2 separate regions of the Oryctolagus cuniculus genome follow, and region 2 is linked to region 1. A link is a contact called in public Hi-C data. All regions are on one chromosome and are shown on one strand. Each heading gives the region's core, a stretch centred on a gene start, on an enhancer-like site or on the middle of the called end of the contact. The rest is flanking DNA. Distances are from core to core; before and after follow the strand shown.

Evidence for each region. Hi-C and Micro-C count contacts between places; a contact is called where the count stands out from the background.
Region 2: a Hi-C map of skin fibroblasts shows a contact between it and region 1, with 2.5 times the contacts expected there. The contact joins two enhancer-like sites. A contact is called at or near these places in 2 of 6 Hi-C or Micro-C datasets (embryonic fibroblasts and skin fibroblasts).

What each region holds. Positions count from the first base shown.
Region 1 is chr6:152,928,447-152,935,296 of mOryCun1.1, forward strand. No RefSeq gene overlaps it. Among named protein-coding and RNA genes, the nearest start is that of MYC, 510 kb to the right of the region's middle. Within about 2 kb of position 3,100, at least 1 of the 8 cell types and tissues checked has an H3K27ac peak or open chromatin away from gene starts, as enhancers often do.
Region 2 is chr6:153,400,373-153,407,320 of mOryCun1.1, forward strand. No RefSeq gene overlaps it. Among named protein-coding and RNA genes, the nearest start is that of MYC, 42 kb to the right of the region's middle. Within about 2 kb of position 1,554, at least 2 of the 8 cell types and tissues checked have an H3K27ac peak or open chromatin away from gene starts, as enhancers often do.

The DNA of each region.
Region 1 (6,850 bases), core at 1,850-4,349:
TTCCGTTAGTGAATGTATTGGGAATAGTGATATGAACCTCACTATTTGGGAACTGATGAATTCGGCACAAGACACATACCCAAATAAGATTAATTCAATGAATCACCAATTTCTAGGAACCTGACAGCATTAAAAGGACTAATTTATTTATCTTGCAGTGTCCCACAAAGCCTAGATACCTGAAAATAAGTGCAATATAGGTTAGAAAAACTCTAAGATGTTCTCTTCCAAGCAAATTGTCAAAATGAATAGTGTTTATTAATGAAACACTTTGAATCCCAAGTTGCCCAGTCAATAGAATCAATGCCTGAACTTTTCCTCCTCTGAAACTTCAAAGACGAGGTATTAACTTCATCTGAACAGAAATGAGATGGGAGCCTAGACATTGAGAAGACGATTGTCTCAAACAGAGCCCTGAGAAATGCCATTAAAACAAGAAGTCACTATTGAGTGTGTTGGTGTCATTGGGAAGCCAGTGAACAATGATGTGTTTGGCCAGGTTTAGCACTTGTGAAAGTTCTGTCCTTATCCATGGTGATGCCTTTTCATTAAATTCCTGAGAGTAAAATATATATATATATATAGCTGAATTGTTAGCCCCAAATCCCAATGCAGACCTCTGATAAAACAGGAAAGACTCTATGAAAAATTCCTTTATTTTCTAGACAGGACCTTGACACCCAGCTTCCAATTAATGCAAACTAAATGCCTGTTCCTCTATTTCTCTTATATTTTTGAATCTTTCCATTTTAAAGATAATATCTATATTTGCCCCAAAATACTAAATGAAATTGCTATCATTGTATTTATATCAAAACCCTTAATTAGCATCCTGATATCTGAACACCAAGCTTGACCTTCCTCTTATCTTTGTAAGTGAGATGGAGGGCAGTAAGTTAGAGGGGCAGAAAAATATAAGAGAAGTGTTGAGCTTCTGCTAGAAGCCAGTATCCCAAATCCAAGACAAAGCAAACCAATGCATAGATAACTTGATGCCAGCCACTATCTTTAACTCTCATTCATTCACTAATTTGTTCATGTGACAGCCATTTTTAGGGCACCTGAGATTCTGTCAGGCATCATATTTAATGATACGACAGAAAAACATCAGTAGTCTGAGAAGATGAATCTCAGCAGGAAGTATATGAAGATTATTGCAAAGTCATCAGAACAAAAGGAAAAGTAGTAAAGAAACTGAGGGATCCCAAAGCTTCTTCACTTCCTGCTAATCCAAGAACTGGGGTCAATATATGGTTGGGGACAAGGGATGTGATCAAAGTAAGCCAAGGAATGATTCTAATGTCAGTATAGAAGCTGTGAGAGTTAGAATATCACACACAAACACACACACCCCATCCTCATCTGTATTGATTACATAGTACGAGTTTTGGAATTTTATATTCTTGTGTTTGAGTACTACCATTTTATTGCTAATTATTTTACTTTGGACAATTTATTTACCATTTCTTAAAAACTAAAATCTTTATGGCTGCTGTGTAGTTAAGCAGGAACATGTAGAACGTGTGCATAATGTGGGGCCTGGAGTATGGCTGCCACCTAATGAATGATCGTTGTCTTGTCTTGTATTCTGTTTGATAGCAGGGCCAGTCTACTGTTTATTCTTTATAATGGGCATAAAAGCGTAAAAAGAATAAAGGATGGGGAGGGCTGGACGAAAGGAGGAATAAAAAAGAAAAGCAGGCACAGGATGGGCTAGAAGCTAAGTTTGCAAATGGATTTGTTCTCCACTCCTTTGGCAGAGGCAGGTTCATTAGGGTTAGTTTCCAGTCTTTTCCATGAATGGGAACAGTCAACACATATCCAAAGATGCACTGACAATCATCAAATGAAATAAAATACAAATGGCACAGGGAAATACCACATGTCGCCCAGCACAGTTGCAAAGCACTAGCTTGTTGACATATCTATGAGTCTGGTTGACATGTTATTGGATGGAAAGAACAGAATTTTGGAAAGTATGTAGGCCTCTTGCTTGTCTAAGAATAGTAATTTAAAAAGCCAAAATTAATTGGTCACTTGCTACATGTCAGATATTTTTATTATATGGTTTTTCCTTTTATTTCCAAACATTTCAGCTTCTAGCCTACTTTCCAAGATGTAAAAACTGAAATTAACAAACAAAAAATTTAGTTATTTAGTCCTTAGAACCTCCTGGGAAATTGGTATAATTTTTCCTATCTTAGAAATGAGAAAAATTTAGACTCAACTGAAAAAGGTTGCACATGGATCTAAACTCTTCTGAGAAAAGGCTGGACTATTAATTTTATTTTTCTGCCTTCCAAGGATACATACAGATCACAGGAAACCTTTGAGAGGTGAGTGCTCTGCTCTTTTCCCACCAGAACTGCAACTTGGTAGCAGCCTTTGGCTAAATATGAAACTGAACATTGACTTTCATGGAATGAAGTGCACATTCCTAACATGGATTCACACAGAAGCACCCAGATTTCACAAGAGGAAATGATGAAGCATTTTCCTGATGTGTTGAAATTATTCCCTTTGTCAGTGACCAACAACAATAAAACCAAGTGCTTTGAAAATTCCTCAAAGGTAGAAAGTAGCCTTTCTTGTCCCTAAGTTCTAATACAGTCCCAAAAGGAAATAGAAGCTTGCATAATTCAAGCCCAGTGATGCTTGTTTCATTTGTATGAACTGCAAATCTTTCCACATTTTTTTCTTACTAATTAGTTAAATGCTTAAGCTCCTGAGTCACTGGGCCGTCTACTGGTTATAGCTTGTTCTTGCTCTTCCACCCTTAAATGGAACTTACAAGGTATTAGGCACTCCAGAGATCCCACACTCTTGTCATGAAAACAAGCCAACAATGAAACCAATCTCTGCCAAGTCAGGTGGACAAGCATGAGCATTAAGACCCATGAATGCTGAGTCAGGGCCTTCATGCAGCCTGCCAGTGAGAGGAGAGAAGAATCCTGCTGGTGCATTTTCAGATATATGCATTCTTTCCCCCAAAAGTTTAGGTATTGCACTAGCGCAACCCTCTTTCCCCTTCTCGCATTCAGTAGCACAGCTCTGTTAACCTGCTGCTTCAGAGTGCAGCTAAGCTTGTCCCCAGCAGTAATGGAGCCAGCTGCAAAGCCAGCTCTCCTTCCCTGGGTGGCTCATGGAAGTTTCAAGAGAAAGGACATTGGTCAAAGCCATGTGATTTGAGAGAATCAACCATGTGATGTGACGTGACTTTAGCCAAAAGCACAGAAGGTGAAAACTTGCCTCCTCCAGAAAAAGGCATGTCTTCAGCCTAGATTACCTCTCCCCATGATCTCAGCACCAGGAGAGGTTCTCAGTAGGTACTCCATTAGTAACTATCAAATAAAATACAGAATAAAAGTAGGAATAGAATTCCCTACAATATTTATTAGTACAAATTCCTTAGTATTTTCCACTGCTTATTTCCACTTTACTCATCATCAATATAGCAATCAGAATATTCACTGTTGTTATAAAGCAGGAAAATCCTTTCATTCTTCTCTAATTTACACTCTCCATCTTTCCTTTGCCACCAGATATTTTCTTAAAAATCGAAACTGAATACGTCGTCTCCACATACACATGCGCAACGTGTCAGTGCAGTTCTCCATGTGTGCATGTGGCATGGAGTCCAAGTCTGCGTACATGATAAATAATACCCTTCCTGATCATGACTCCAACCTCCTCTGCAAGCCTCATCTCCACTCTCCCTTCATCCTCTCCCTTTACTCATACATCATGAGTTCATTTTAGCTTGCTGGTTGTTTCCAAGAAATACCTGGCCTGAACTCAATATCTTTGTGCTATATCTCTACCTGATGTTTCATTCCCTCCATCTCTACAGAGCAAACTCTTTTTCATCCTTCAAGAGCTAGTTCAAATATCTCCCTTTGATAAGCCCTTTTTGATGCTACCAGATAAACTTAGTTAATACCATTTAATATGAGCACACCAAGAAAAAAAACAGCTTTACTCATGAATGTATCTTACTGCATTGTTATAAGCTTATCTGTCTGTTTCACCATTCATTTGTGTATTTCTAGAATATAGGCACCATTTTCTAATTATTTCAGATTTCCAAGCACTTAGCACAGTGCAAATCCATAAGAGTTGCTTCAAACACACTTTCAGACTAAATAATACTTGCATGGGGTATTGTCATTGAAAGGACAATGTTAGCATTACAAAAGGCTCCAAATGACTATCCTGCACTGCCTTTGAGTATATCTTCTTCCTCTGAATATAAAGTTCCAGCAAAGACAGTAAAGTCCTAGGGAGCAGAAAATAAAAAAAAATGTTGGCTCCAGGATTCGTAGCACCTCCGTCTAGCTCAGAAGATGCTGACCGGAAGTAAAATAATAATCTAGTTCCTCTATGTCATGGTAGAGACTGAACAATGTGCTTAGGTAATCAAACATACTTTTTGATGCTTGAGAATTTACTCTGTACAGTAAAAACATAGAACACCAGGCCATAATGACCACTGCTATCAATCACTCTATTTTAGAAGCAATAAAATGGAGACTCTGGAAGTGAAAGAATGAAGAACGTAATTAAAGTCAACAAATTAACAGATACGGCATAGGCAATGGTAGAATAAAAAAGGAAGAAGGAAGAGTCTCTAAGATACTAAGTTTTTCCTACCTGCTCATAAACCAGGCACAGGCCTGATTCTCTCCACATCCCAGTAAATCCCAGACCCCCAGTAAAACAGAGACCTCAGCAGCCACTGTGGGCCTTGGCTGATCTCATTCTGGTGGTAGAACACTGACATTTTTGTTGGGGATGACTAAGAGAGAAGACTTGTGTTGGTTAGAAATTAGTCAGATGGCATTTCCTTGGGCTTTGCTCTCACTTCTCGGTGAAAGGTTGATATGCACAAAGAATTTGGTGTCCCTGTCGGATCATTTCCTTAACCATCTGTACTTATTGCATAGTTTTCAGAAGCCTAAGACTTGATAATAAAGATGCCACAGTGTATCAGAGCGTATTGGGCAGGACTGACATATGGGGCATTAGGAGAACTCATTACAAGTCTTGAATCTTGTTTTTCTCCTTTATAAAATTGAAGGACTTTAGGTGTCTTTAGGTCTGCTTCCTATTCAGAGAGATCCTTCAGCTCTCTGAGTCCACCCATGGACTACTGATCACTGAACAGGTTTCTCTCCTGTCTTCTGTGTGCTGGCCCCTGAAGACCCAATGATAGCAAGATGGGCTTCTAACTGCCATCTTGGAGTTTTAGTGGAAGAGAACAGAGAAAGTAAACCACTGAAAAAAAAAAAAAACACATCAAAAATTGCTAGCAATCATAAAAATGCAACAAAATAGTTAATGGGGGTCTGATGTATGTTCTCCCAAAGTATAGGGAACTGCACAATGAATGAGAGTCCCATTCTAGGGACAATGAGGGGCAGCATGGCTTCTCTTGGGAACCATCTTCTAAACTGAACCTTAAAAGGTAAAATAAGCTAGCCATTAACAAAAATGTTTAAGTCTCCAAGATTCCTGACAGAGAAAAGAGAGTGTTCAAGAGATTGAGGTGGAGAAAGGTTTGGCCTATTTGAGAATTCCAAAGTAGACAAGTATGAGGATTGAATGAGGCTTTGTATAAAATGAGGCAAGAAAGAGGTATAGCCACTGAAGGGTCAAAATTGAGATTTAAGAATCCATACAAGGGCTTTCACTAAACAGGAGGGTAATCTATATTTTATATTTTAACTCCATTATTCTGTTTACTAACCAGTAAAGGAATAGCGTGAATTGTGGCCAGCATAGATGCAAGGAGGTAATTTAGCAAACTTCGTAACAGACCAGTAAGAAATGATGATAATGGTGTTCAGATTGAGATGCAAAGAGGTAGATGCATTTGATTAATATTTTGTAGGAGGTATCAATATGACTTTTTATGGCCTGGGACCTGGACAACGAAGGGGAAGTCACTGTGTTAGATGCTGAGTAGTATAGGCATACAATGGAAGGATTTGGGGGAACTTTTAGCTTATATGCTCATGGAACTCACCCAAATAAGAATTACAAATTACAATGGCATGTCCTTTAATTTTCACCATGCTCACAGAACTCAAAGAGTGAGGAGGAAAAGGAAATTTTTCTAAAAGCGATGGGACTGTAAGCTGGGTCACACAGGATGGGGTCTGGTTTAACAGACAGAGGAGGTAGAAACTCCTCCAAAAAAAGCCACAGCAGAGTCAGTGTGGTGTCAGAAATGCACACTGTGATTCAGAATCTGTGAGCCATGTTGGACTGAGACCAAGGTAGAGTGTGTTAGGAGGACAAGGTTGGAAACGTGGGTGGAGGCCGGACCGGATAGGGTTGAAGTCTGTAACCATGAAGAATTTAATAGAAAAAGCATGATTAGTACCACAACTGAAAAGACAATTCTGAGGATGACATCTACCAAGGGGTAGATGAGGCTGATAATGGAATCATCTGAAATTATGATGATGAGTTTATAAACTATTCTAGAAAATTCTATTATTCGAGAGGGGTAGAATGTGGCACCATTTTCCATATCTGTGCTCGGAACCAACTGAACAACAAAATAAGAATTACATTATACAACACTGGCAGAGAGCTTATCTTGTGCCAGGTCCTGCTCAGATTGTTAAACGGAAGTGGGTGCTTTGCCTAGTTGTTAGGCCGCCCGTTAGAATGTCCAGGTCCCACACTGGAGTACCTGGGTTTGGTATCTGCTTCTGGTTCCAAAATTCCAACTTCCTGCTAATACATGCCCTGGAGGCAGTGTGTGTTGTCTCAAATGATTGAGTTCCTACCACTCATGTAGAATACCTATGTTGAGTTCCCTGTCACAGGAATGTAAGGGATT
Region 2 (6,948 bases), core at 304-2,803, 470 kb after region 1:
TACTAGGAACAGCTGTGAGAGTTACATGTTATTAAAGCACTCAATTGTCATGAGCGCCCCATAAGGGGGGACTTTCATCCTCATTTTGCAGAAGAGTAAACTGAAAAAGGAAGGTTCATAGCTGTCGGCCAACATCACAGGAGGTAGAGATGGGATCTGGACATGGGCAGCTGGGCTACCATGAAGTTCAGGTTCAATGTCACACAGATGTCCCAACAGCACTACTTTCTAGCCCTTCCCCTCTGGCCTTGGGACCCAGGCCTTCTTTTACCCAACGCCAGCACCCACTTCCAACATCAGGGCTCCTCTTGAAAGACCTGTCCATGCAAGCTTCAGCCAGGCCACTCAGCAGGTACCATCCAGTGCAGCACATTTAGCAACCAGCACCTGTCCCAGTGCAGAAAAGTATGGGAAAGACCAAGTACAGGGTTGCCAATGAGTGAGTGTGCAGGAATATCACCTGTGTTAACTGAGTTGAGCTCTAAACACCTGGCCACTGACTGTCCCTAGTACTTTTCATTGAGACAGCTGGAATCCTAGAAATGGGAACTCATCTCAATCTAGACGGGAAATTCTCCTCCCTGTTTGATCCGTCTGCTCAGTGCAGCATCAAGCCAAGAGCTCCCGTGGGATAGGGCAGATGGCAGAACGGCTGGGCAATTACACAGCACAGCCCCTACCTGAGGGTCTGGGGCTCTACCAGACTCCAAGTTTCCACTGTGACCTTCAGGAACAAGTGACACTTCACTTCTTCTCCTAACCAGACTGGTCTTTTGGACATCAACCTGCTCAAGCTAATACCTCCTAACCAAGAGCCCCACACCTGTAAACCCTCCAGCCCCTGCCTGCAGCCATTGCTCACCCAGGAGGTCTTTTCCCCAGGGTTCTTACCAAAGGCATCCTTTGTCCTGGGCCTTGAGTCAATTAGGCATCAAGCAAATATTCACTGAAGACTTACGCGAGCCTGGGCCCAAGCCAGACACAGGGACCAGCCCCCCTTCTTGTCCAATAAGCAGTCAACCAACGCTTACAAATGATGGATTACTTATGCAGCAAGTGTTACACGGCCCAAGAAACAAAGGGAGGGTAAGCTGGGGCCCACAGGCATCACCAGGTGAGCACTGGTTTGTGCTGGGAGGGACTGGTTTGCCTTGATTGGCAGCGTCCCGAATACTTCCCTGAGCCCCACATGTTGGGGAAGACAGGGAGACACAGCCTGCACCCTCTGGGTGCCTGTCCTTTACTCGCTCATCAGCAGGCGTGAAGATGGCAAACACGAATGGCCAGAGGCTCAGTATTTGCCTCCCCAGGCGAGTCAGTGTCCATGAGCACTGCTTTTGGGAAGGAGCCTGGATCACACAGCCCTGGCAGCCCAGCACTGTGGACAGAGGGGCCTGGTAAATGACTGTCCAGTAATTGAATGAGTAAACGATTCAGAAAAACGTGAGGACAGAAGGAAAAATCTGAATTCAATTAGTGAGGAGGATGACTCATAGGTATGGTGACCAGATGCCCCAGTTTGCCAGGCCGGGCTGGTGTAAGCTTCTTGGCCTGGTGTAATTATGATTCACAACCCCTTTCACTCTCAGAAGTGCCCTGAGCCAGATGGTCCATTATTTGCTCTCCCTACTGAGAGAACATTTTGTAAAGAAATGCAGCATTGTGTTTGTGTCGTAAGCGGGCACAGAGGTCAACAACATCTGCCCAAGGTGTGCCAGCAGCTTGGGAGGAGGGTCTGGGGCTGTACCAGACTCCAAGTTTCCACTGTGAGCTTTCAGATGCCCCAGGAAGAATCAAGATTTGCAGAAAACAGCTCACAGAAGCCCAACTCAAACTGGGCGGATCCAAAAATGAAGTCCTCCGATGTATCCAACATATTAAAAACACTGATGAGCACGTCTCATAAAAATCAATGCATTCATTTACATTTCCAGACCTTCAGTGTCACTGTCTTTAGAATGCGGGTAATGAGACCTGCTCTACTTCTTTGCTGAGCAGGCTCAGGTGGACACCAGCTAAACAGTTAAGTGCTGAACCAATGCAAGGTGCGTCAGTTACTAGCCGGTTATCATGATTAAATCTTCATGATTCAGTCGCTTTGGCCCCTGCAGACCTGTGTGACTCCTCACGTGCCCCTCCCTGCTGTGCTCCAGAGACAGACTGAGAATTTAGGTCATCTTTTCCCGCCCTCTGCCAACCTGGGAACCGCTTTCTCCCTGATTCCACCGTGACTTCCTTCGGGGCAGCAACCTGCCCTCGGAACCTCCTCTAACACAGAGCGTAAGCCGCAGCTGGGTGCCTTGTAGATCACCAATAATCTGCGCCGACCACTGAAGGAGAGAAGCCGACTCCTGCGCCTCCTTGAGTAAGTCTGCCTCGGCTTCTCCCGGCAGAGCCATTACGGAAGCGTCTGAACAATTCTGGCTCTTTCTCCACATTCCCTACGAGGTGCACTGGAGTGTGCACGCTGACTTGATACCCCCCAGCTCCGCTCCTACACGGCTGTTGTCTCCTCTTATACCTCTTCTCCCAATGCCTGACTTCCTTACCAAGCAAGGAGGCCAGCAGTGTTTGCTGAATGGATGACCCGGCATCTCTATTCCGAGTGTTTCCACATTGGGGAGGGGGGTCCCCTGTCTGGCATCTTCCTCACTCACATCCCAGCTACAGCCTCGCCCCCCCGCCCCAGGGCCCCTCCCTTACCTCCCCGACTGAGAGCGGCCTCTTCTCTCCGCTCTCACAGAGCACCACGGTTGTCTAGTTGCCAGTGCTCACTCAGCAAGAATACTGCCTGATGGTGTAGGTCTGGGTTTTTTTGTTTGTTTGTTTGTTTGTTTTTCCTTAATGCCTGGCTCCTGTTAGCAAAGGCAGAAGCGGAAACCAGAGCCCTTCACTGTCTTCTGCACTGCTCTGGTCCCAAAACCAAGCATAGTGCCTTCTGGTCAGATAAACGAATGGAGGTAGTAGGCACACACTCAAGAGGATATTCAGAGTGGGCACCTGTGGCTCCCATAGAACTATTAAGTGCCTCCTGTGGGTCCGCCCTGAGATGAGTGTTTTTCAGGATTTACTCACTCCTCACAACAACACTAGGGACGGTTCCCACATTACAGCTGAGACCCACAAACTGCAGATTTTCAAATCTGAATATATCTGGGAAACACTCTGCTGATCAATTTTCCCAACCACCTGCCCCCAAGAAAACCATGGAGGGGGGTATACATTTGGGAACACATTAAGGACACTTTTTTTTTTTGACAGGCAGAGTGGACAGTGAGGGAGAGAGACAGAGAGAAAGGTGTTCCTTTACCATTGGTTCACCCCACAATGGCCGCTGCAGCCGGCACGCTGTGGCCGGCGCACCGCACTGATCTGAAGCCAGGAGCCAGGAGCTTCTCCTGGTCTCCCATGCAGGTGCAGGGCCCAAGCACTTGGGCCATCCTCCACTGCACTCCCGGGCCACAGCAGAGAGCTGGCCTGGAAGAGGAGCAACCGGGACAGAATCCGGCACCCCGACCAAGACTAGAACCCGGAGTGCCGGCGCCGCAAGCGGAAGATTAGCCTATTGAGCTGCGGCACCGGCTAGGGACACTTTTTTTAAAAATCCTAAGAAATATTACCTTAAGATAATTTTTGCCCTTTTGGTCTTCTTGTATCTATGAGGGTTTTGGGGAGGGGGAGGTAGAGGGAGCTTACTCTCTTTTTCTTCTTTCTCTTAAGCAGCTTTGGCAGTCCTGGAGCCAGAGTGGGAAGGGGCACCCACTCAGGAACTGCCCTGGGAAAATTACTTCTCTTTGTGCCTGAATTTTCTCATCTATAAGAGGTGGATAAATAATATTTACCTCCCTAGGAGTCCAGAGACTTAATTAACACTTGCAGAGCACTTTGAGATGGGAGATGAAAGGGCCTGTTAAAGGAACTATTAGTGTCAGCACCTAGCGCTCTGTCTTCTCAGAGAAAATTCAATCAGGAAGGGGAAGTGGGTGCAGGCCTCTCCCAGGCCATCTTCTCTTCTACAAGAAGCCACCCTCGCCTTGCAATTCTAACTCTGCAATTCTTGCCCCCACACCACTGTCAATGTCATTTACCCTCCTACAATTCCCTCTGTCCTCTTTCTACAGGTTAGATGATCCATGGGGGCAGGTGTTGTGGCCCAACAGATTAAGCCGCAGCCTGGGACACCCCCATCCCATATCAGAGTGCCCGGGATTGAGTCCTGCTCTGCTTCCCATCCAGCTTCCTGCTAACACACCTGGGAGACAGTAGGTTATGACCCAAGTACTTGAGTCCCACCACCCACATAAGAAACCCAAATGAAGTTCCCAGCCCTGACTGTTGCAGGCATTTGGAGAGTGAATCAGTGGATAGAAGGACACTCTCTCTCTCCCCTTGTCACTCTGCTTTTTGCATAAATAAATTGATGTTAAATAATAAATAAACTTATGTGAAAGGCAGAGAAAGAGACAGAAAAAGAGAGACTTTTTTCTATCCACTGGTTTACTCCCAAAGTAACCGCAACAGCCAGAGCTGAGCCAAGCCAAAGCCAGAAGCCAGGAGTTTCATCTGCATGGCCCACATGGGTGGCAGGGGTCCAAACACTTGAGCCATCTTACAGCATTTTTCCAGGCCATCATCAGGAAGCTGGACTGGAACTGGAGCATCCAGGACACAAGCCTGTGTCCATATGAGATGCTGGATCACAGGCTGTGGCTTTATCTGCTATGGCACAATGCTGGGCCCCAAAATAATTTTAAAAAAATGAGCCAGGAACACTGCGGGGCCTGCAGTCTTCACTACTGTTCACTCATTCACTCATTCATTCGATGATGAAAGCCTTGCTGAGGGCACACCGTGTCTCGGGCTCTGTGCAGAACACTCGGGATACAGCATGAAGAATGCATGAGCTCACATAGCAGAAGAGGAGATTGGCATGCAAACGGGCCCCACCACAAGTCCAAGGTCACAAGGTGACTCAGCCAGGCTGAAACCCACACTGCCCAGGCTCCCCCATGGTGTTCCCTGAACTTTGTGCCACTTCCCCCACCCATCAGGACACAGCAGGGAAAGAACTCACCCGACTCACCTGATTGGAACTCACAAGCTTGGCACAAATCCTGGGACTAAACCCAACACATGGGTTGTTCTTGAAATTCCTTTCATAACTAGGTCCCTCTCAAAGGCATCACCAAGCAGCTACTTGGGAGTAGAGGGAGAATGGTAGGCACTAAGTTCTAAGAAAAAACCTCACTATACTTGCTGCATAAACACTACCTCACAAGTCCCAGACCCTGCCCACTGCCTTACAGATCGTCACCTCTGAGTTCCTCGGACATCCCATTGCTTTCTCTCCTTTGATGCCAGAGAAGCATCACATGAGAATAGGTTAGAGAATGGGCTTTGAACAGACCCGACAGAGATATCTGTGCTGCCGCTTACTGGCTGCAATGCCTTGATCATGTCAATCAACTTCCCTGGGAATCAGTTTCCTCATCTGTCAAATGGGAACAAAGAGAGCTCCAATCTCCTAGGGAGGTTATGAGGATTAAATAAACTACTGGGGCCGGCACTGTGGCTCACTTGGTTAATCCTCTGCCTGCGGCGCTGGCATCCCATATGGGCGCCAGGTTCTAGTCCTGGTTGCTCCTCGTCCAGTCCAGCTCTCTGCTGTGGCCCGGGAGGGCAGTGGAGGATGGCCCAAGTGCTTGGGTCCTGCACCTGCATACGAGACAGGAAGAAGCTCCTAGCTCCTGGCTTCGGATCGGCGCAGCGCCAGCCATAGTGGCCATTTGGGGAGTGAACCAATGGAAGGAAGACCTTTCTCTCTGTCTCTCTCTCACTGCCAAAAATAAATAAATAAATAAAATAAATAAACTACTGTATGTGCAGCCTCACGCCAGAAGCATAGCAGGGGCTCCATGCACTCAACTGACTTTCTCTAGGATGTAGGACACTCCTATAACCACATACCCATGTATGAAAACTCACACTAGGTCACCAACCTGGGCATTATTTGTAGGTATTGTGGCTTCAGAAATGCACATAGAGTTGGCACTCTGGTGCAACAGGTTAAGCCGCGATCTGCAGTGCCGGCATCCCATATGCACAGCAGTTCAAGTCCCGGCTGCTCCACTTCCAATCCAGCTCCCTGCTAATGTGCCTGGGAAAGCAGTGGAAGATGGCCCAAGTTCTTGGGCCCCTGTACCCATCTGGGAGACCCAGAAGAAGCTCCTAGCTCCTGGCTTCAGCCTGGCTCAGCCCTAGCCATTGTGGCCATCTGGGAGAATGAACCAGCAGATGGAAGATCTCCCCCGACCCCCACTTCAGCCTTTGAAATAAAATAAGTAAATAAAAACTTTAACAAAAAAGAAAGACACTGAGGCAGTTAATCATTGTCCCTGTCACATGAGACTCAAGCTCAGCATGAGGCAGAGGACAAAGGTTTGGGGTCAGCACAGCAGGGGCCAAATTCTCCACCAGCTCCAGACGTTCCTGAGCTAGAAGCTGAGTCACCTTTGGAACACTAGGAGATTTTATATTAAAATACAGTATCTGCCTCCTCTTGACAAGTTGGAAGCAAATGGGAGCCCGGGTTCTGGCATGGCAGCAGACAGCAGGAGCTGAGGGATGGTGGCCTCTTCGTGGGCACCTGGGTTCTGCACCTCTCGCTGGCCTCTCCCAACTCACAGGATGCCACAGCCATAAGCCGGTGCTTCACTCGCTCTCAGCCCTTGCCCGACCCCAGGATGCATTTGAGTCTTCCATCCTGAGTGGCCTCCCAGCCTTTGTTAAGTTGGTCCTCCTGCCAGGAAAGCGCTATTACCCAGACACTTTCTCCCTGCCTCACACACTCCTACTCAGGACTACTAAGCCTTCAAAACACAGCTCTGTTATCACCTCCTCCTGGGAGCCTTTCTGATTATGGTCTCCACCCTCCCCAGACTGGGGAGC